Regions from separate parts of the Mus musculus genome. Here all the other regions are linked to region 5. A link is a contact called in public ChIA-PET and promoter capture Hi-C data. All regions are on one chromosome and are shown on one strand. Each heading gives the region's core, a stretch centred on a gene start, on an enhancer-like site or on the middle of the called end of the contact. The rest is flanking DNA. Distances are from core to core; before and after follow the strand shown.

Evidence for each region. Promoter capture Hi-C pulls out the DNA fragments that hold promoters and counts their contacts. ChIA-PET counts read pairs in DNA pulled down with a chosen protein or histone mark.
Region 1: a contact with region 5 is called in a promoter capture Hi-C map of pre-B cells, with 2.9 times the contacts expected there. The contact joins the promoter of Exd1 here to the promoter of Bub1b in region 5.
Region 2: a contact with region 5 is called in a promoter capture Hi-C map of pre-B cells, with 5 times the contacts expected there. The contact joins the promoter of Ino80 here to the promoter of Bub1b in region 5. A contact is called at or near these places in 2 of 39 promoter capture datasets (cranial neural crest and pre-B cells).
Region 3: a Ronin ChIA-PET map of embryonic stem cells shows a contact between it and region 5, with 6 read pairs. The contact joins the promoter of Rad51 here to the promoter of Bub1b in region 5. A contact is called at or near these places in 3 of 39 promoter capture datasets (hematopoietic stem and progenitor cells, liver and pre-B cells), 1 of 484 Hi-C or Micro-C datasets (CD4 T cells) and 2 of 115 datasets of contacts at active chromatin or transcription factors (bone marrow-derived macrophages and embryonic stem cells).
Region 4: a promoter capture Hi-C map of pre-B cells shows a contact between it and region 5, with 2.7 times the contacts expected there. The contact joins the promoter of Dll4 here to the promoter of Bub1b in region 5.
Region 6: a contact with region 5 is called in a promoter capture Hi-C map of pre-B cells, with 4 times the contacts expected there. The contact joins the promoter of Chac1 here to the promoter of Bub1b in region 5. A contact is called at or near these places in 2 of 39 promoter capture datasets (liver and pre-B cells).
Region 7: a contact with region 5 is called in a promoter capture Hi-C map of liver, with 4 times the contacts expected there. The contact joins the promoter of Vps18 here to the promoter of Bub1b in region 5. A contact is called at or near these places in 2 of 39 promoter capture datasets (liver and pre-B cells) and 1 of 115 datasets of contacts at active chromatin or transcription factors (microglia).

The regions. Positions count from the first base shown.
Region 1 is chr2:119,546,241-119,548,940 of GRCm38.p6, reverse strand. Exd1 (exonuclease 3'-5' domain containing 1) reads left to right here and starts at 1,314. Exons shown (of 13, transcript NM_172857.2): 1 at 1,314-1,934; 2 at 2,059-2,152. It overlaps Chp1 (calcineurin-like EF hand protein 1), which reads right to left and starts at 1,234. Exons shown (of 7, transcript NM_019769.3): 1 at 1,024-1,234. The coding sequence starts at 1,090.
Region 2 is chr2:119,476,424-119,479,123 of GRCm38.p6, reverse strand. Ino80 (INO80 complex subunit) reads left to right here and starts at 1,437. Exons shown (of 36, transcript NM_026574.4): 1 at 1,437-1,745.
Region 3 is chr2:119,111,379-119,114,078 of GRCm38.p6, reverse strand. It overlaps Rad51 (RAD51 recombinase), which reads right to left and starts at 1,265. Exons shown (of 10, transcript NM_011234.5): 1 at 1,045-1,265.
Region 4 is chr2:119,324,423-119,327,122 of GRCm38.p6, reverse strand. It overlaps Dll4 (delta like canonical Notch ligand 4), which reads right to left and starts at 1,339. Exons shown (of 11, transcript NM_019454.3): 1 at 917-1,339; 2 at 536-808; 3 at 3-60. The coding sequence starts at 982. It overlaps Gm14207 (predicted gene 14207), which reads left to right and starts at 926. Exons shown (of 4, transcript NR_030683.1): 1 at 926-1,142; 2 at 1,794-1,955; 3 at 2,147-2,278.
Region 5 is chr2:118,596,801-118,599,500 of GRCm38.p6, reverse strand. Bub1b (BUB1B, mitotic checkpoint serine/threonine kinase) reads right to left here and starts at 1,290. Exons shown (of 23, transcript NM_009773.3): 1 at 1,040-1,290. The coding sequence starts at 1,053.
Region 6 is chr2:119,349,913-119,352,612 of GRCm38.p6, reverse strand. Chac1 (ChaC, cation transport regulator 1) reads right to left here and starts at 1,371. Exons shown (of 3, transcript NM_026929.4): 1 at 977-1,371; 2 at 221-256. The coding sequence starts at 1,210.
Region 7 is chr2:119,287,353-119,290,052 of GRCm38.p6, reverse strand. Vps18 (VPS18 CORVET/HOPS core subunit) reads right to left here and starts at 1,311. Exons shown (of 5, transcript NM_172269.3): 1 at 923-1,311. The coding sequence starts at 1,013.

The sequences.
Region 1 (2,700 bases), core at 65-2,564, 950 kb before region 5:
TTTAACTTGTCAGACAGCCAGAACAACTTGTCATTTACCCAAGGACTCATTCCTGGAGAATTCCGTAGTTCCCTGTACTCCTTGGCACGATCTGCCACTGGGTTATTTGCTCACATTATCATCAAAGACAGGTACCATGAAGACATGGCTTACGAAAATCAAAGAGAGCCGCAAAGGATCACTGAGAAAGCATTGTAGCCATACAATTGTATCATACACTACCAAGGGCCTTTCAAAGGTATGGAGGTGTTTTCTGTGCTTCTCAATTCCCAAAGCCCTGTTGCTCCTTTGTTCAGGTTAACAAGGAAGAAACTAGAGTATGTATGTTTCTGGTACAAATTCACAGATTTTGGAGTACATCCAATTTCAATATCAATTGCATAAAGTACAGCAACACAGCAGATATCAATATATATAAAAATAGGACAAATGTCTTCACTGTGTCTTTAAACCTTGACCACTATACCCGTGGCTTTTCTCCAACGATTCAGATTTAAAAGCCTCACTCGGGTTTTTGGACTCTTGATTGCTTAGAGGTCTTCAGTTCCTGGTCACAAGCCTTTCTCTATGATCTTCTTTGTTGAGTTTTTCCCTGTGTGTGATTTTAGTAGTTTTAGCTCTTGCTCAGAAACCTCATTAGGATGTATAACGTTTTCTCCAGGAACCATTCACATTTCCTGGATTTGCTTCTACTTTATCTACTGTTCAGGATGCTTCTGTAGGAGGAACCATAAGGAAGAAAATTCGCGGACCTTCACGGGCAAGAGTGGAGTGGTGGTGTCTGTGCTCGAGATTCCGGGCTTTTGAGCAAGACAGCACCGGAGGAACCACATCCCGGCTCCAAGAAGCTACAGATGAACGTACAGGTATTCTAGCCTTCGGTTACCCAAAGCACCGGAGGCTGCATGGGACCATCCCAACAAAGTCACCGCACCCCAGATCAAGCCCTCAGCGACGACCGCTGTCAGTACTGAGGCCAGCCGAAGGCGCCGGGCCGCCTTCCCACCCCCAACCCGAACTCACAGCCAGTCTCCTTCTTGATCTCCTCGAGCTCTTCGTCCCGCAATAACGTGGAGGCCCGAGACCCCATCACCGTGACGGGAGCTCCTCCGGGAGCGGCAGCGCCAGAAGCAGCAGCGGCAGAAGGGAAGGAGGGAGGGAAGGGCCAGGGGTCAAGAAGGGAGAGGGCACTGTTTCTCTTGCGGCCCGGGGAGAGAAACAAGGGGTGGAGCGCGGGGGAGGGCGGCCCGACACCAGCCAATCGGGAGCGAGGCCGCGCCCTGCGCAGGCGCTAACGTCAAAGCTTGGCTCTCGAGCCCGGAATGAATCAGCCCGGAGGCTGCGGGAGTCCGAAGGGAAGCAGGCCCCGCCCCGCGGAACCAGGGCAGCCGCCGGACTTAAAGCGGCGATACCGCTGTGGCGCTAGGGACTGCACTTAAAAGGGCAGTGCGGTCTCGCCACTGTGTTCGAACAAACCAGAGGCAAACTCACTAGGGTAGCCAGCAGGTTTTTCACAGGACTCAGGTACCAGGAGTCCCACCCTACAGGTGACGGAGACTCAGGAGAGAAACCAAACCCACGAAACGAGGGACAAAACCCTAAGGTGGATCCCCAGAGTAGTGCAGTGCACTCTTTCTTGCTCGCTCTCCATCTCTCTGTATCTCTCTATCTCTTTTTCTCCCTCCTTTCTCCTCTCCTCTCCTCTCACTCTCACTCCCCTGGTCCTAAGAATAGGGAGTCCACAGCCACTGTGGCCCAGCACGCCTAGAGACTGCATCTTTCCTGCGCTCCTCCCCCCGGCCGCAGGGGGCGCTGAGAGCCGCCTGGGGTTTGCATGGCTCCTGGCAGCATCTTTTCTGCTCTCTCTACCCCGGCCGCAGGGGGCGCTGGGAATGGGCTCGAGGCTGCGCGCTGATTGGCTCCTCCGGAAAGAGGCAAGTAATTCACCCGGAGGGCGAGGGCGTGGTCGGCTCTGCGGCTTCAGTGGCTGGCGTTGAGAACTTTTTTGCGTCAAAGCTGTGCCGGGATAACTCCCAGAATTTTTTTTTTTTTTAACAGTAGTCCCTCGTTAGTTTAAGGAACTCACCATTTGACTAGAATTAAGGTCGGAATTTCTCAAACTCCTTTGCTGTGGGGACAGAGGACCCTGAAGGTGAGAAAGATTGTGACCGAGCACGGTTTATTTATTTGGATTTTTTCTTGTCTTAAAAATTAGGATTTTTAAGCCTGGCCAAGACTAGTCAGGGCTTTTCTGGAAAAGAGAATCATTTCTCCACTTCTAGAAAGGGTTTTACAGGCTCAGGCTGTCCTGAGCATAAACTCCTAATTCTCCCATGAGTGGCAAATCTTTAAACAGGATTTCCCAATATTGCCTAGGCTGGGCTCAACTTGCATCTTTCCTGCTTTCACCTAACAACTGCTGGCTTACGGTTTAAAAATCCGAATTTTTTTTCTTTTTGGTTTTTCGAGACAGGGTTTCTCTGTGTAGCCCTGGCTGATCTGGAACTCAGTATGTACATCAGGCTGGTCTTTAAGTTAACAGAGATCCACCTGCCTCTGCCTTCCAAGAGCTGGGATCAAAGCCAGGTGCATTTTATTCTTCTGGTATTTTGTTTGTGCTGATGAAAAAGCTGAAAGCTGCATGTTAGTGTACACCCTCTCAAGTGAAGCCTTAGTTTTCCTGTAGCTTCACGAGTCTGA
Region 2 (2,700 bases), core at 188-2,687, 880 kb before region 5:
CTGTGTGTATATATATCACACGCACACGCCACAGCATGTATGTGGTGGTCTGAGGACAGTAAGCAGGAGTCAGCTCTCTACTTGTACCATGTGGGTTCTGGTCTGGTTATCAGAATTGGTGACAAGTGACTGTGTCTGCTGAGCTGTCTAGCCAGACCCTCTTATAAAGTGTTACTGTTAAACTTTGTGAACATTTAAGGTCTTGTTTACGGACACTTTTTCTCCTGAACTTAAAGCATATCGAGGCCAAGAAACATTAAAAAAAAAAAAAAAAAAAAAAAAAGAGCCGGGCGTGGCAGCGCACGCCTTTAGTCCCAGCAAGCGGATTTCTGAGTTCGAGGCCAGCCTGGTCTACAAAGTGCGGTTCCAGGACAGCCAGGGCTACACAGAAAAACCCTGTCTCGAAAAACAAACAAACAAAAAAAAACAAGACATTTTTTAAATAATCATTTTCTAGACTTTAATTTTAAGCAGTTCAGTTCCAAAGGATGCAACTTGGACCCAACTGGAGTTGCACAAGGCACAGTACAGGCAAAACAGATAATATTAAACAAGCGATTCTTGCAGAAAACGAAAGGGTGAAGTCCAACAATTCTATATACGTCTTGGAAACGAGTGGATTAAGTGCAGAAGACTGCATGATGGCGCACACTGTAACCTCAGTCCTCGGGAGGCTGAGGCAGGAGACATCCCCCGAGCTTGACGCTAGCTAGCCTGGGCTATTAACCAAACCCAGACAAAATAACCATGAAACAACCGCCCCGCCCCGCCCCGCCCGCCCCAGCTCTGCGGTTGCTCGAGTGTGGGCAGGGCGACTCACCCCACTGGGGAAATGGAAAGTGCATGGAAGGTGAAAGCGCCTTCGTGCCAACGGTCTCGGGCCGAAGGGGGACAGTGTCGTCAGGAAGACGACCAGGAGACGTCTCCAAGTTGGCTCTTACAAGGATCCATCCCCGCCCGAGCTGGCCTCGGGGTAGGCCAGCACTACCTGGAGAAAACTTCCAGCGACAACGCCAAGCAGTCCCTCCCACCTGCAGGACCAAAATGAGTCCCTGGTTTTTGGGCGGTTTCCATTGACGTTACTTCCGGAAAAGTAACCTTTCTGTGGCAGTTGCAGGGCCGCTGAGCTCTCGCGACATCTCCTCCCGCGAGATCTGCTTGCTCACTCTAGCGATGACATCCTCCTCCTCCTCCCCGTCGCCTTTCGGCAATCTTCGCCAGTCCCAGCCCCGACCAATCTGCACTCAGATAGTATAGATGAGGGTCTCCCCCAGAACCCCGGTCCGCGCGGGGCGTCGGGCGGCGGCAGCGGGGTACAAGCTGCACGAGGCCGCCCGTAGCGGCACGGTCGGCGGACACGGGCTAGCGACTAGCAGTGGGCGTGGGCGGGGCAGGGCTAAGCCGGCCGAGTACCTGCTCGATTGTTCTGGCCTGGCTATGGCGCCTCTCCTCCCCCCCGCCATGGCTCCCCGTGTCCCTGCTCCGCTCCTCTCAGTGAGTGAAAGTGGCCGCCGCCGCCGCCGGCCCAGCGCCCGCAGCCGCCTCAGCGCCGCCGCCATCTTGGGGTCCCAGGAGCCGCCGAGGGAGCGAGCTAGGAGCGTTCCCGTCCAACGCAGTCACCGTCCCTCGGCCTCCGAGAGCGAAGCGCGGCTCCACAGTCGGCGGGGCGACCCCCCCCTCCGGACCCCGCCCGCCCCCCGCCCCCCCTCCGCCGCCGCCGCGGCGGCGGGGCCCCTCGGCCCGAGGTGAGGTTGAGAAGACGTGGGCGGGTGGACGGAGGGGGTGTCGTGTAGGCCCCTGTGCGCCCCTCTCTGCGGGCGACGACTGGGCCGCTTCTTAAAGGGGCCGTCGCCCCCGGCCCTGGGGTTTGTTGGGGTTAGAGAGGATGGGTGTGGACACTCCCCATAGGGTTGGGACCTCAGAGACCTGGGCCTCGGCTCTCCTGTCGTGTATCTCTGGCTCTCCGGGGTTATGGGTGACCTCGGCCACCCGAGGAAGCCCGTGGAGCACCCACACGTGGGGAGTGTTAGGCCAGGTGCACGTGGGACCCGGTGGGGCGGTGTCGCTCTAACACGTGTGTGGGTTTGGGAGTGGGGAGGGGCAGGGCGGAGGCTTGTCGGGCTGGACCAGGAACCGGACGAGGGTTCTACCTGTCAATTCAAACGAATGAGATCTATGGACTGGATAGAGTATCAGTTTAATGGGGAGCGAGCCACGGTTACGGGCGAATGATGCAAGTTGCTAGTTGGTGTTAGACGGGGACAGGCTAACACGTGCACAGACTTAGAAATGTGTCTGTGACAGCACTTCTGGGTTTTCGAGGCGTTTGCAGTGCGTCTCAGCAAGTGTCATCTTACTTTGACAATTCCTTCTTGAGCTTGCTGATGAAAAGTACTACTTCCGTAATCACGGAGGATGGAAGCCCCCTACAGTTTAGAAGTTGGATATTGCCGAAGAAGGCGTTTAACTATTTTAGTTCAGAACCAACTGTGCTCAGGACTCTTTGATTTACATTCTTGTACTTCTTAGGACTCGGGAAGGAATTTGGAGGTTGAACTCCTTAAAACATCGCTGATGATCAGCTTAGTTTTCCCAGTTAGTGATCCATGATTTACATCCCTAATTTTCACTGTGGGTTATTGATGCTTCCTTTCTTCCGGTCGTGTCTTTTTTTTTTTTTTTTTTTTTCTTTTTCCTGTT
Region 3 (2,700 bases), core at 16-2,515, 510 kb before region 5:
CTGCAGTTGTACTGATGGCTGTGAGCCACCATGTGGTTGCTGGGATTTGAACTTGGGACCTTCAAAAGAGCAGTCAGTGCTCTTAACCACTGAGCCCTCTCTCTAGCCCCCAATATATTCACTTTGTATTCACTCACGTATACACTTGTATTTTATACATCTTTGTATTTTATACTTCATTTTATTTTTATTTCTTGGAAGTTCCTTTTAGATTTCTTTTTTGTTCATGAGAATTTTGCCTGCATACATGTGTGCGTACCACAAGCATGCCTGGTATCTGAGGTCAGAAGGCGGCACTGGATCCCCTGGAACTGGAGTTATGGTTGGTTGTAAGCCACCATGTGGGTACAGGAGCTGAACTCAGTTCCTTGGGAAGAGCAGCAAGTGCTCTTAACAGCAGAGCCACCTTCCAGCCCCTGTTCTTCACTTTTCCTTTTCTGAGACAGCTCTTCCATTTGTGGCTCAGGATGGTCTTGAAACTGTCATCCTCCTGCCTCTCCCAAGTGCTACGATTATATAGGTGAGTCATCTAGCCAAGATTCTCTTTAGAAATTTGTTTTATTTCTCGGTCTTTGCTACTCTTTTGCTTACGCAATCTTTGAACTCTGGGGCCTTCTACTTCAGTCTCCAGAGAGACCAGCCACTACCCTCATTTTAAAGTAACCAAGAATCTGTTAGCCCTGGCCCTACTACGTAACAGCTGTGAGCACTTTTCTCTGATCTCAGCTTCCTGCGTCCGGACCACAGAAGTGAACCTGAAAGTTTGTAAATCCCAGCATTGGGAGACTAAGGGTAGCAGTTCGAGCCCTGCCCAGCCTAGGTCGTGACCTCGGGTCTCAAAACAAATGCTTGAAGTACAGGTCGGTTTTCTCCACAACGAATTCAGTGGGTCAGTTAGCGTCGGTCGGTTGGTCGCCCTGCTCCGCCTTTCTCCGGTTTCTCAGCGTAGAGGGGACCCACAAAGCTGGCTACGGGAGCACTGGCCTGAGCCGGCTCAAGAAGCCGAGCGGCCATGGAAGGGGTGCGCCGGCGCCGCACACTCACCTGTCCCGCGGCCACGGGCCGCTCGCTCCTCCGGGCAGCCGGCTCTGCACACACCACACTCCCCCCACTTCACCCGGCTCGAACGCGCTTCGTTGCTCCTCTGTCAGGTTTTCTACGAAAAATTTCAGTCTTCCTGGCCACACCTGTGGGAGCGCCTCGGCTTTGCCCAGGCGCGGATCTGCGCACGGCGCGCGACTTTCGGAAATCCCGCCAAATCCTCACGCTCCTATCGCTGCAACGTCATCACGCCTTTCTCCGACCCGCCTCATACCTACTTCCGCTTCTGCTGCGAACCTGACGGACATGCCGGACGGCTTTGAAGCCGAGTGATTTCGTAGGGTCACTCTTCCCTTCCTTTATGATTGTTCTGATCCGGCCTTTCTGGTTACCCGACTGAGGACTACAAGTCTGCAAAGACGATGTGATCAGCCCAGGACTACATAACCCAGAATGCACTGCTGCGGAAGCACCTCTGCAAAACTTCTTGCACAGCGGATGTGGACTTCGGTCAGAAAGGCTTTGGCCAGTTCTGGCAGAGTGTGGATCTTTGGTAGTTGGGATGGTATGCTTTGGAACCAGGTGTTCTCTTGGTCTCTGTGGGCGGCAGAGATGAAGAAGCTGGAATAAAGATAAAACCTGCGAATGGAGCCAGCGATTAGAAAACCAGTGTGGGAATCAGCGAGGTGGAAAAAAAAAACCTTTTAATTGGGCGGGGGTTGGGACCGGTGGATATAATCTAAATATATACATTCATAAAACTACCAAAAACTAAAGCGAAATAACTCACTCTCTAGTGTTTTTTTTCTTCTCTCGCTTTGTAGTGGTTACTCCAGAAAAGTAGGAGCAAAATTGAATAAAGTAAAGGTTTGTGGAGTTTGCCAGGAACTTCGTATGTTTCTTGTTATACATCTAGGTGTTTTCAGACAAGATCTCATACTCCTTGAACTCTTTTTTTTTTTTTTTTTTTTTTTTTTTTGGTTTCGAGACAGGGTTTCTCTGTGTAGCCTTGGCTGTCTGGACTCACTTTGTAGACCAGGCTGGCCTCGAACTCAGAAATCCGCCTGCCTCTGCCTCCCAAGTGCTGGCGTGTGCCACCACCGCCCGGCTCCTTAACTCTATGCCAAGAATGACAATCCTTCTCCCACCTTTGTTTCCTGTACTGCTGGAACATTACTATGTTCTGTGTTGGGGATTGAATCCTGGATTGTATGCATGCCACACAAGCACTTCAACAACGTAGCTGCATGCTTAGCTGAAAATTACTTATATTTAATGAGTACACTGTAGCTGTCTTCAGACATCCAGAGGGCATCAGATTCCATTTACAGATGGTTGTGATTCCATTTACAGATGGTTGTGAGCCACCATGTGGTTACTGGGAACTGGACTCAGTGCTCCTAACTGCTGAGCCATCTCTTCAGCCCTAGGTAATTTTTTTTTTAAGATTTATTTATTATATGTAAGTACCCTGTAGCTGTCTTCAGACACTCCAGAAGAGGGCATCAGATTTCGTTACGGATGGTTGTGAGCCACCATGTGGTTGCTGGGATTTGAACTCAGGACCTTCGGAAGAGCAGTGGGAACTCTTAACCACTTAAGCCATCTCGCCAGCCCCAGGTAATTATTTTTGAGACAGGTTCTTTGTAACCCAGATTG
Region 4 (2,700 bases), core at 90-2,589, 730 kb before region 5:
ACCTGGCCGCAGGTCGTCTCCCGGTGTGTGCCAAGCTTGGATGTTGAGTGAGAAGGTTCCCTGGGAAGCAAAAGGGGGGGTGGGGGACATTAGAGATAGCGATATCAGCAGGGAGGGAAAGGAGGGGGTGCCTCGCAGCAGCCTGTTTAATTAATCTAATTGCAGGATATAGTTACGGAGCTCGGCTCAACATAACTGGTGTTCGCGCAGCGCTGCGCGCGAGCTGAGAAGGCAGGGGAGGGATGAGGGATGCGGGAGTGTAAGTGAGAGCCGGGGGGTGGGCGGGCGGCGCCGCGTTGGGGGTTTGGTAATGAAATTCGTATCCCAAGAATTGGGGAGAAGGAAAGGGAAGAAACTGGGAGGAAAGACTAACCAAAGCCTCTCCGGGATGATCCTATGAGAGAACAGGGGGGCGGGGGCAGAAGAGAAAGAGCCCTTGGGGCTCTCCAGAGAGCGCTTTGGAAAGGAGCTCTGGTGTCCCGGCGCTCCCTTCTTTCCCTTCGGTTATCTCCCGGTGCATTTAAGTTGTGCTTACCGGCCAGGTGAAATTGAAGGGCAACTGCAGAGGGTTGCGACCACTGCCGCTATTCTTGTCCCTGACGACGAAGGAGTTGGTGCCCAATACCGGCGTGGAGACATTGCCAAAGGTGCAGGGTCCCTCGGAGAAGGTTGCCTGGAAGTGCTTAAGGCAGATGCGGAAGAAAGTCCGGCAGCCCGGTTCGCAGGACTGCCCATTGGCCAGCATACCGCGCTGGTTGACGAACTCCTGCAGCCGCAGCTGGAAGATGCCGGAGCCCGCAGCGCGCTGCTGCACAGGGACCGAGAGAAGGAGGGAGGAGAGCGGTCAGGCTCAGCCGGGGCCGGGGCGCAAGCCCGGAGCGCTGCGGGAGGGGGCGGAGAGGACGTGAGACATTACCTGCGGCCACAGTACCGCCAGCAGCAGTAGCGCCCAGCGACAGGCGCTCCGGGACGCAGGCGTCATCCCTTGGGGTGTCCTCTCCACTCCGGGACTCCGAATCTGCTTGTTAGGGATGTCGCTCTCCCGCAAGTCCCGTCTGCCAGCCGAGTTCCTGAAAAGCTGATTCCCCTCGGGACGCTGCTCCCTTGTCGCCTTCTCAAAAACTCCGCTGCTCGATGCCTCGGTAGGTAATCCAGGTGAGGGCGACTGGGCGGTGGCTGCTCTAAGTACGTGTCCTGGAGCAAATCCTAGGGTCTCGAGCGGGCTAGTGAGGGAGTACACTGCACCCAAGTGACTTTGGCTGCAGCTCTTGGCCTCGGGTTCCTAGCCTGCGAGCAGCGCCGCTACTGAAACCTGCTTGCTCCAGAGCCTTTCTTATATATATTGGCTGCTCTTCGCAGCCTGTCAGTCAGACAGACTCACGGTCACTCTCCCCTCCCCTCCAGGCCTCTAGTGGCTACAGTCCCAGCACCCACCGGAGGGGGCCTCCGCCCCCGCCGCTCCCCCTGTCAGCCAGCCAGTAGGGCGCAGGTCCCCGCCCCTCTTCCAACTTCTGGGCTTCCAGCTCTGCGCGTGCCCGGCGAGCAGTCCTTAGAGATCGTCTGCTTAAAGGCTGAGACCCTCGCCACCAGAGGATAGGAGGGTAGCCCAGTGATGCGGCGGGAGGTGAGGTGGTTCCCGAATGGTCCAGGGGGTGGAAACTCTAAGGGGTCCCCGTAGGCGGTGCACCTGATCCAGGCATTAGATACCTACAGTCCTCTAGCAGGTGGGGAAAGCTTAAACTAGGAAAGCAAAAAGCAGGACCAGGGGATTTGGATCTCCCTTTCCTTTCCAGACTTTAGGTAGCTCCTGCCTCGCTGGCCTCCAGCCTATGTGTGCCCACCCTCCACGCGTCCCCAGCACCGCAGGGAAGCCATCCGACGCCTTAACCTTTCCCTGGCTATTCCAAGCAAGGCAAAGGGCCAAGCGTCTAGGACTCTGGTCTTCTCTGCACCTGGTAGGCGTGTCACCTCAAGCAGCAGGGCGTGCCCAGCGCGTGCCTTCTCTCTTTGTCCCCCACCCCCACTCCCTCCTGGCTCGTGCTAGAGCCAGGACTAGAGGTTCGAAAGAGAGGTGGGGGGCGTGGTTCTCGAAGTGGGGGGGGGGTCCTCAGCTGTATGGTAATGAGGTTCTAGTCTTTTCCCTCAGTGCCTATCTCACCTGGGTCGCGCTTGGTCTCCATATCCTCATCCTGGCCCCCACCCGCGTCCCCTAGCTCCGCTGGAGTAGGGAGGAAACTTTCTTAATTCCAGAATTTCCTTGGGCCACTTGAGAGGCAAGGTGAGAGAGCTTGAGGCTGATCAGGTCTAGATCTCTCTGCATAGGGCAGGATGTAGGGTGGAACTGGAGGCGCATAGAGTTGTTTGAGTTTCGGGTGGTTTCACCCATGTCACACGCGCGCCTCTCCCGGGTGGCCTCCGAGCGCAAACCCTGCAGCTGCTTTCCCAGAACCCGTCGTGCTCCCCCGAGGCTGCAGACCGGGGAGGGCTGGCTTCTCCCAGTTTTGGGGGGTGCTAGATTTCTCTCTCTCTCTCTCTCTCTCTCTCTCTCTCTCTCTCTCTCTCTCTCTCTCTCTCTCTCTCTCTCTCTCTCTCTCTCTCTCTCTCTCTCTCTCTCTCCTACAGTGAGAGCGGTGGGGGCCCTGTGGCTTCAGCTGTCAGCCCTCCCGCGTGGTGATTGCTGGCTATGGTCGGACGATAAGA
Region 5 (2,700 bases), core at 41-2,540:
CACCCCCCCCCCCCGCCGTGTGTGTGTGTGTGTGTGTGTGTGTGTGTGTGTGTAAGTCAGGCCACAACCTTAGAGTTGTTTCTCTCCTTCCACCATGGGGTTTCGGGGGTGGGGGAGGGGTGACCAAACAGGTCCTCAGTCTTGGTTAGCAATTATCTCTATCCACAGAGCCATCTCACCTGTCCGTGACTAGTTCCTTCTAGTTCAGACCCAAGTGCCATCTCATCAGGGAGGCCTCTGTTCAAATCTCCCTCTGCCCCGACTCCCCCACCCCCAAGCCTCATTGCTGGGTAATGAACTAAGGCCTTATGTACCTTGAACAAGTGCCCTTCCTGAGTTACATGTCCAAACCCTTCTGAAACCACACTAGTTCTACCTCCAATGCCGTCTTCTCTTGCTTTACACTTGTTAATACTGATTCTATCTGATGTTAAACATGTCTTATTGCCCATCCGCGACACACACCCCGATTCATTCCTCCCCAGAACTTAAGCTTCACAAAGGTTGGGATTTTGTGTCTTTTACTGTTCGCCTTCAGTGCTCAAAATGGTAGTCGATAAATTCTCTTCCATGAATGACAGCTTATGACAGCAATTACCCAGTTATTATAAGTTCCATAATTGAAATGCATCTTAAATTCTAACCTAGAAAAACCCTCTATATTTTATGATGAGGAAAAGCTGCAAGTGCTCTGCTCTTCAGATCCCTAAGCTGCTAGCAAAGTGAGAACACTTATTAGTTGAAAGCAGGTACTTTACAAACATCTTGAATCCTCCCAGAACTCCATAAAGCAGCATTAATATCTGCGTGCCCCCACCCCTCCGTAAACATGTTCAAGGTCAAATAAAAACGGCTGAGGTGAGTTTCAGAACCAGATCATATGGCAAATTCCAAACTCTCCCAGTCTTGCCCCCTGGCTGGATGCAGGGCTCCACGCCGTTGGGAAGGGGGTTTGGGGAGACCTGCTCTTGGCCGACCTCCTCGATCCTCCCCTCGCCAGCCGAGCACCCAGCGGCAGCAATTTGCGTCCGGTCCTTACCTCGCCTCCGCCATCCTGCATTCCCAATACTTGCTCTCGCCCTTCCGCAGACCTTTATCCTCCGAGTGCTAACTGAGTCTCCCTCAACCTTCAGCTGGCTCTGGAGCTGCGAAGATCGTCACCCCGTGCTCCTAAACAAAACCACGCACCCGATTCCTTCTCAGAATAGCCTCCTCACGCCCCCATCACGCACGGGCCGCCAAGTTTCAAATTTAACGTCTCTTGACGCAGACGTAGCCTCGCCGCTCCCCGCTCCCGCTCCTCCCAAAGCATTCTGGGGATTGTAGTGTATCCCGGGTTTAAGCACGCGCTGCGCAATGCACAATGGGAGTTGTAGTTTCAGGTTTGAGGTGCAAGGACCAATGGTTGTCCTAGCACTGCAGCGTGCTCAGGCACTTCGAGTTTGCTCTGTGTTTCCTTTCTAAGACAAGCCTTCGAACCCAGGGAGAGACACTTTATTAACAAGAGGTTCTTTGATGGTTTCAGTTTCATAACGTGTCTTTGAGTACATTACTCTTCTGGGTTGCTCCGAACAATTAACTGTGCTACGCCTAGGTCTTGTCTGAGCCCCAGGTCTTAACACCTGTCCAGGGATCCTTAGGCCACTCTCACCCAGCTGTTTCCTGTGGAAAGACTGTGTTCTCGTTTTTCTCTTTTACACAAGACCTGGTTTAGCACTGCACTTCCTTTCCCCAGCAAGCCCTTTGACCTCTACAACTTCTCAACTTTGACCAACTTCCTTTAAATTCTCTTGGAAGTGTACCATTTGTTCTCTCATGCAGCCTACCAGATGTCCTGTAAACTACGATCTAACACAGAATACAAACAGGGTAAGCGCTTTGCCTGTCTCACTGGAGCTAAAGGCTTGGTAATGCAGGCCTATAGTTCAGCTACTCTGGAGACTGAGATGTGAGGACCAAGACTTCAAGACCATCCAGGGCAACTTTACTTCACAATAAAAAGTTTGCTTTTGTTTTTTGTTTGTTTTTGTTTTTCAAAACAAGGGTTCTCTGTGTAGCCTTGGCTATCCTGGAACTCGCTCTGTAGATCAGGCTATAAAAATAACTTTTATTCTCCTGTTGTGATTGTTGTCTGAGGGGCTTACTGCCTCCATCTGCTGACCTAGATCCACTCCTAGAAAATTCTAGCCTCCATAAGATCTAATCTAGGTCAGCCTCTCAATTTTGTTGAATAAGCTCACCCTTTCTTGTTCTTTCTGAAGTCTACCTGGCTGGTTCAACTCAGCTGTTCTGGCTCAAACTCCTCTCCCAGCTGACTGACTCAATCTGGCTTCTCTCCCAGCCCCTGAATTGCTCTGCTTGGCCTCAAACTCACTCTAGCAGTCTTTTCTATTTCCTAATCTTCTGGCTCTTTCTCAATCTCTTGCTCATTCTGTCTTTACCTGTGTCCAGCTTGTTCTCTTTTCAACCTGCCTCCCTCTCCCTCCCGTGCTGCTCTACTCTCCCTCGCAACAATACTGCACTGCTCTCCAGGACTGCTGTATCCTGTACTACACTCTCTTCCTTACTGCACTGCCTCTCCCTTAAGACTCAATCTTCCCTCCCTCTCTCGTCTCCTTAGAGGTGTACATAGCCCATTCTGTCAAATTTTTCTCCGTTTGTTGGGGCGGGGGTATACAAACAAACAAGGAATGTCAGGGC
Region 6 (2,700 bases), core at 122-2,621, 750 kb before region 5:
ACGTCTCATATAGTACAGGGTGTCTGACCCAGGATTCATTATGTAACCAAGAATAACTCTGAACTCACAGAAATCCATCTTAATAAGACCCTCCCTCAAGTGATTCTCCAAGAAGCATGGAGTAAGCTAGCTACACTTCCACTCTCCCCACACAAGAGCTCTGACCCTCTGCACCCTGATACATCAGACCCCAGGATTCTCTTCTTGACTGCACACTTACCTCACGGTCTTCAAGGAGGGTCACCACTCGGCCAGGCTAGACAGGGAAGAAAGGTTTTGAAAAAGACAAATTAGATATTAGCACTTCCGAAAGGACTATGAATGAACCTTATTGACATGGGGGGCTTGCCTGTCATGCACAAGACCTTAGATTCAATCTCCAGCAACACACACACACACACACACACACACACACACACACACACACACACACACACCTTTAGTCCTGTTGTGACTTGAACCTGTAGTTCCAGCACTTCAGCACCAGAGAGAGAGATTTGTCACAAGTTTGAGGCCACATAGCAAGAAATAGGTAAGATGGAGGAGGGGGAAAAAGAGGGGGGAGAAGAGGAGGAGGAAAAGGAGGAGGAGGAGGAAGAGGAAGAGAAGAACAAGGAGGAAGAGGGAGAGGAAGAGAAGAGGAAGAGGAGGAAGAGGGAAAGGAAGAAGAGGAAGAGAAGGAAGAGGAGGAAAGAGTGCCAGCCTAAGCCCCAAGCCTGGGAGAGGACCTTTCATCGAGTGACATGGAGTGATGGGCAGATGTGGAAGAGACAAACAACGAGCGGCCCAGATTAGTAACCAGCACAAGAATCCACAGGTGCAATCACCAACCTGATTTCCAGGCACACAAATTTAAACCACAAACCAGGTTTACAATTTTCTCTTAGTTAGCCCAGGGTCCCTGCCACTCCAGGATACGAGTGCCCACTCTCCTGCCAACCCCACTCCACTCCTCTGGGCACAGAAGGATGCTCACCATCTTGTCGCTGCCCCTATGGAAGGTGTCTCCCTGCCAGAACCGTCGGCTATAGCCACGAACGAAGCCCACACGGCTGTCACTATAGGCAAAGTCCGGCTTCCACACTAGGGAGCCGTACCCGAAAATCCACAGGGCTTGGGGGTCGCCATCCCCCCAGGAAGGCTGCGCGGATGATGGTGCAGGGGACAGTGAAGGAGGCGGAGTGCTCTGGGATGCGGACTCCTGCTTCATGGTGCCGGGCGCAGGGACGGACCCGGGTGGCCTCCGAGACTGGTCTCCGGCACGGGCACGGAAGGACCGACGGACGCGTACACCTGGCCTGGCACCGATCGGTCGTTCCAGCTGAGTGGTCCCTCCAGAGGCGCTCTTTAAACCCTCCGGCCAGGAAGGCCCTCAGACTGCCTCCAGCTGTCCCTATGATTGGGGCGGGGCAAATCTCTTTCTGGCCAATCACCTTTAGATTTTGCTTCTCGGTTAACCGCGCCGCCCTCCGAGTGGGTACCAGAGCAGCCCGCCCCAGGGCCAACGCGCGTGCTGATTGGTTCGGCTCCTCCTCCCGTGGCAGACCTGGCAGGAGTGATGCAACGGCAGGGAAGGTTTCCCCAGAACTGGCATGCAGCAAGGGCGAGTCAGATTGCGTCAGGCTGCTGGCACCGGGAACGGGCCTTAGAATGGGCGCGGGCACCCGCCGTCTCCCGGGAAGGCCCTCTCAGTGGTCTAAACGGTGTCATCCCTGCAGTCCAGCCGGTGCACCTGGCAGAATCATTGCCGCCCAAAGCAGTGGCCAGTGCAGGGCACGACCAGTAGGAATACTTTGGGCGGCACGAATTCTTGCCTTTGGGGCCCCGCCTAAAAGCACGCACTGCAGAGAAGCTGTTTTGGACACCCTCCGCATTCCACTCTGGTGCCTCATACTGTTGCCCACGTGAACAGCTGGAGAAACTGAGTCACGGGGTGGTAAGGGGTTTTGCAAAGGCTGTAGTTGAGTCAGACTGGTTGGCACAAGCATGCAGGCCTCACGTGACGGCTACACCCGGGCCAAATGTGAGACCCCTGAGTTCAGGCGGGTTAGAAGAAAAGTCAAAACTAGACAGCCTTGGGCAGAGTAGTCACATTGAGGATGACTGTTAGTACCTGTGGTACAAAGCTACAAAGAGAAGAATGCCAGGCCACTTTCACCCCATGGGTACGGGTTTCATTCTCTCTAGCTTGAGATCTTGCAGCAGTGGGCAATTTACATAGGTACCAAAGTTTGGAGAAACGTTGGTTAAGGACAGCACAGAGGACTAAGGGCACCTGCAGCCTTTTCCCATAGCTTCTTGCCAGGCAGTGGGTATGGGCCCTGGCACTGACGTGGGCAACCAGGCACCAGCCATCTCCTTGGAAGTTCCTCTCTGCCTGAACCCTGCAAGAGTCACCATTGGGCTAGGTAGTGGTGTCACACTCCTTTAATCCCAGCACTTGGGAGGCAGAGGCAGGTAGGTGGATTTCTGAATTCCAGGCCAGCCTGGTCTATAGAGTGAGTTCCAGGACAGCCAGGGCTGCACAGAGAAACCCTGTCTCAAAAAATAGAGGGGAAAAAAAAAAAAAAACAGTCACCATTGGCAGGTCTCAGGATCTGTCTCCCCAAGAGCTCACCCTCTCTGGTGGAGCCAGTGCCACCCCAAACTGCAGGATGGAGGAGAGGTCGAGTTTTGCTTCCTAGGCAGCAGCAAGAGGCA
Region 7 (2,700 bases), core at 62-2,561, 690 kb before region 5:
GTATATTCCTACCCACAGGGTCTTGGTTCATAAAGAGTTCAACATGAAATAGTTTTCTGGTTGTCTTTATTGGAAGGGTCCTGGGCTCTTCCCACACTTGTGACAGTAGTAAGGGATTGGTTCTCTGTGCCTGAGATGAGGTTGTATCATGATATGCACGTTCCCAGTGGTAACGGGGGTGGGGGGAGACAGTACAGGGAGGATGGTTTTGGCATTCTCCCTTATGGTCTTTGGCCAAGAGAAACTAAAGTCCCTTCCTTGCTGTCCACACAGTATGGTTCAGTGAGTCTCCATTGTATGTAGAGAGTTCTGGGAACCCAGTCCTATCAGTCCAGTTCATAGGCTACAGTTGCTTTCTCGATAGTCCGCTGCAATATCATCATAGTGTGGGTAACCCTGCGCTGCTCTCCTACACTCTAAACTGCAGCCAGCTTTACCCCGGGACAATCATCTCCATTGTTCCTGTTCAGTAACAAAATTCCCTTTTGGATCGACCCTCCTTCACTTATAACATTCACGTTCCACCAAGTTCAGTGCTCATTCTGCCTCCTCTGCTACCTCAAGATGAAGTCTGGTGGGAACGAACACATACACAGACTCCAAAAGCTTTAAAAAAAATCCATAGAACAAGACACAGAAGCCTGGAACCTATATTCAGTTCTCCCAACTGCAGCCTATAGACAAAAGTAACAAGTACTTCCTTATCTGAGCCCAAGTTCCCTCTTTTGAAGGACCTTTGAGTTAAGGCCTAGATCACGAGGCTGTTCCTGTGGCTCTTTCAAACTTCGACCAATGACAAGCTGGGCAAGACAAGAAAGGCCTGGGGCTTAGATCCTAAACACACGCTGCAAGCTCTAGAGCTTCTCTCCCCCGTAAATGCTACCATAACAGAAAGGGGCAGAGGCGGCCTCTTCTAACTTACCAGAATGGGGGATGCCCACGCTAGGGCAACCAGTCTGCAAGACGGCCGAGCGGGACAATGAGTCCTCGTACTCATCCAGGATGGACGCCATGGCAATCAAGTTCTGGATCTCTGATCTGGGGGCTGGGGGTCACAACTGGGACCCCGGTCGTCCTGGATTTGCAAGTTGTGCTTCCCCAGCGTCTGACAGATCCTGAGAACCTTTTAAAAATTCTGGGGCCCTTTTCGCTTTCTCTGTGAAGGACGAGACGATCGAGGAGCCCCAACTAGTCCATGGCGCAGCTTTGCACCCCAGCTCCAGTCCCAAGAGATTATAGGCTCCCCTTAGCAGATCCCAGGTAATCACAACCTCGCCCAGGCAGCTCAGCTGACTCCCGCCCCCGTGACGCGTGCTTATGACGTGCTTCCGGGTTTTTCAGCCGCGAGTGTTAACTGGAGTCCTGGGCACCTGAGCCTCCACAAGGAGGCGTTGTCGGAGACTCGGCGCGGCGGGGGAGGAGCGCTTGCGGGCCACCCTGCTGCTGCAGTTCCTCATGTTGGCGCTAGGAGGCAGCCCGGGATTTCCCAGCGGCGTCCAGTAACAGGCTTGCGCGGATCCTAGGCTTCCGCAGCTCAGACTTCACTCCCTCAGACTGTCACTGAAAGGCCGGCGGTGCTCCTCCATCTGTCACACTACCTCCTGTTCCTCAATCGAATTGCTGCCTCAGTCCACCTTCACAGGCACAGGCAGAACAGTCTGAGTGTCCCTTCTTTCACCCCAGGGCCCCCTAGCTTCCAGAGGAAGTAGCTGAATGGGTCACAAGTGTGGCTCAGTGGTGCATAAGCACCTTGCCCAGCGGGTATAAGACCTGGATTTTTTTTTTTTTTCCTTACACCGCAAAAAGAAAACCATACAAAATTTAATCTCCAGCAGTGGGAAGGCTGAGGCAGGAGGATTACTAAGGACTGGGCTACAGACCCCCAGAAAACAAAACAGAAAGAAATTGACAACGCAATGGCCAGGTTAAGTAAGCTGCCTCATAGTAGCTCCTTAGTGTAGGGGGAGAGGCAAGGGTCACCGGGAAAACTGAAGCAGGCTACTTCCAGGCACTCTATACGTTGAGTGATGTTGACTGTCCTTGTCTAGCATGTGGGAAGCCTTAGGATCAAGCCCTAGTATCAGAAAAAGAAAAGGGGGTTATATATAGTCTTCAGGAAAGTCACGAGCGAAACCCTATAAGCCGTGTAATGGGGTGGAGAGGAAGCGGGGCTGGCCTTGGGCAGACTGTGGAAGCTATCGTGTGATCCACTGGAGGCTATAACTGGGGATAAGATCTGATGTTGGTACTGGGAAGCAGGTGTTTGAAAAGGACATGAGACCTGAGGCAGAAGACAGGCCTTATGTATCCATCCGGGAGAGAGAGAGCTGGGAAGTGGGAGACCATCTCAGAGGAAGGCACCAGAGACCTAGTGACAGGTTAGGTATGGCAGGCAGATGAAGGAGAGTGTGGGGACAGCTGGAGACCTGGCTGGTGGGAACAGAGGAGGAGCCAAATGAGAGGGGGTGGAGGTCACATGACTGAGCTCAGGGCACTGCTAGGGAACTTACTGGGGAACCCCAGCTTTACCTGTAACCTGCTCCAGGGCAGTCACCAATAACTAACTAGTGAATGTTTATTAGACATTTGCATAAACGAACTCTCTCATGGCTCAGTTTCTACATTTATAAAATGAGAAAAAAAAAATCTCTTAACGGTGTGCGGACAGTCGGATGTTATACAAATCACTGAGTGGTGAGT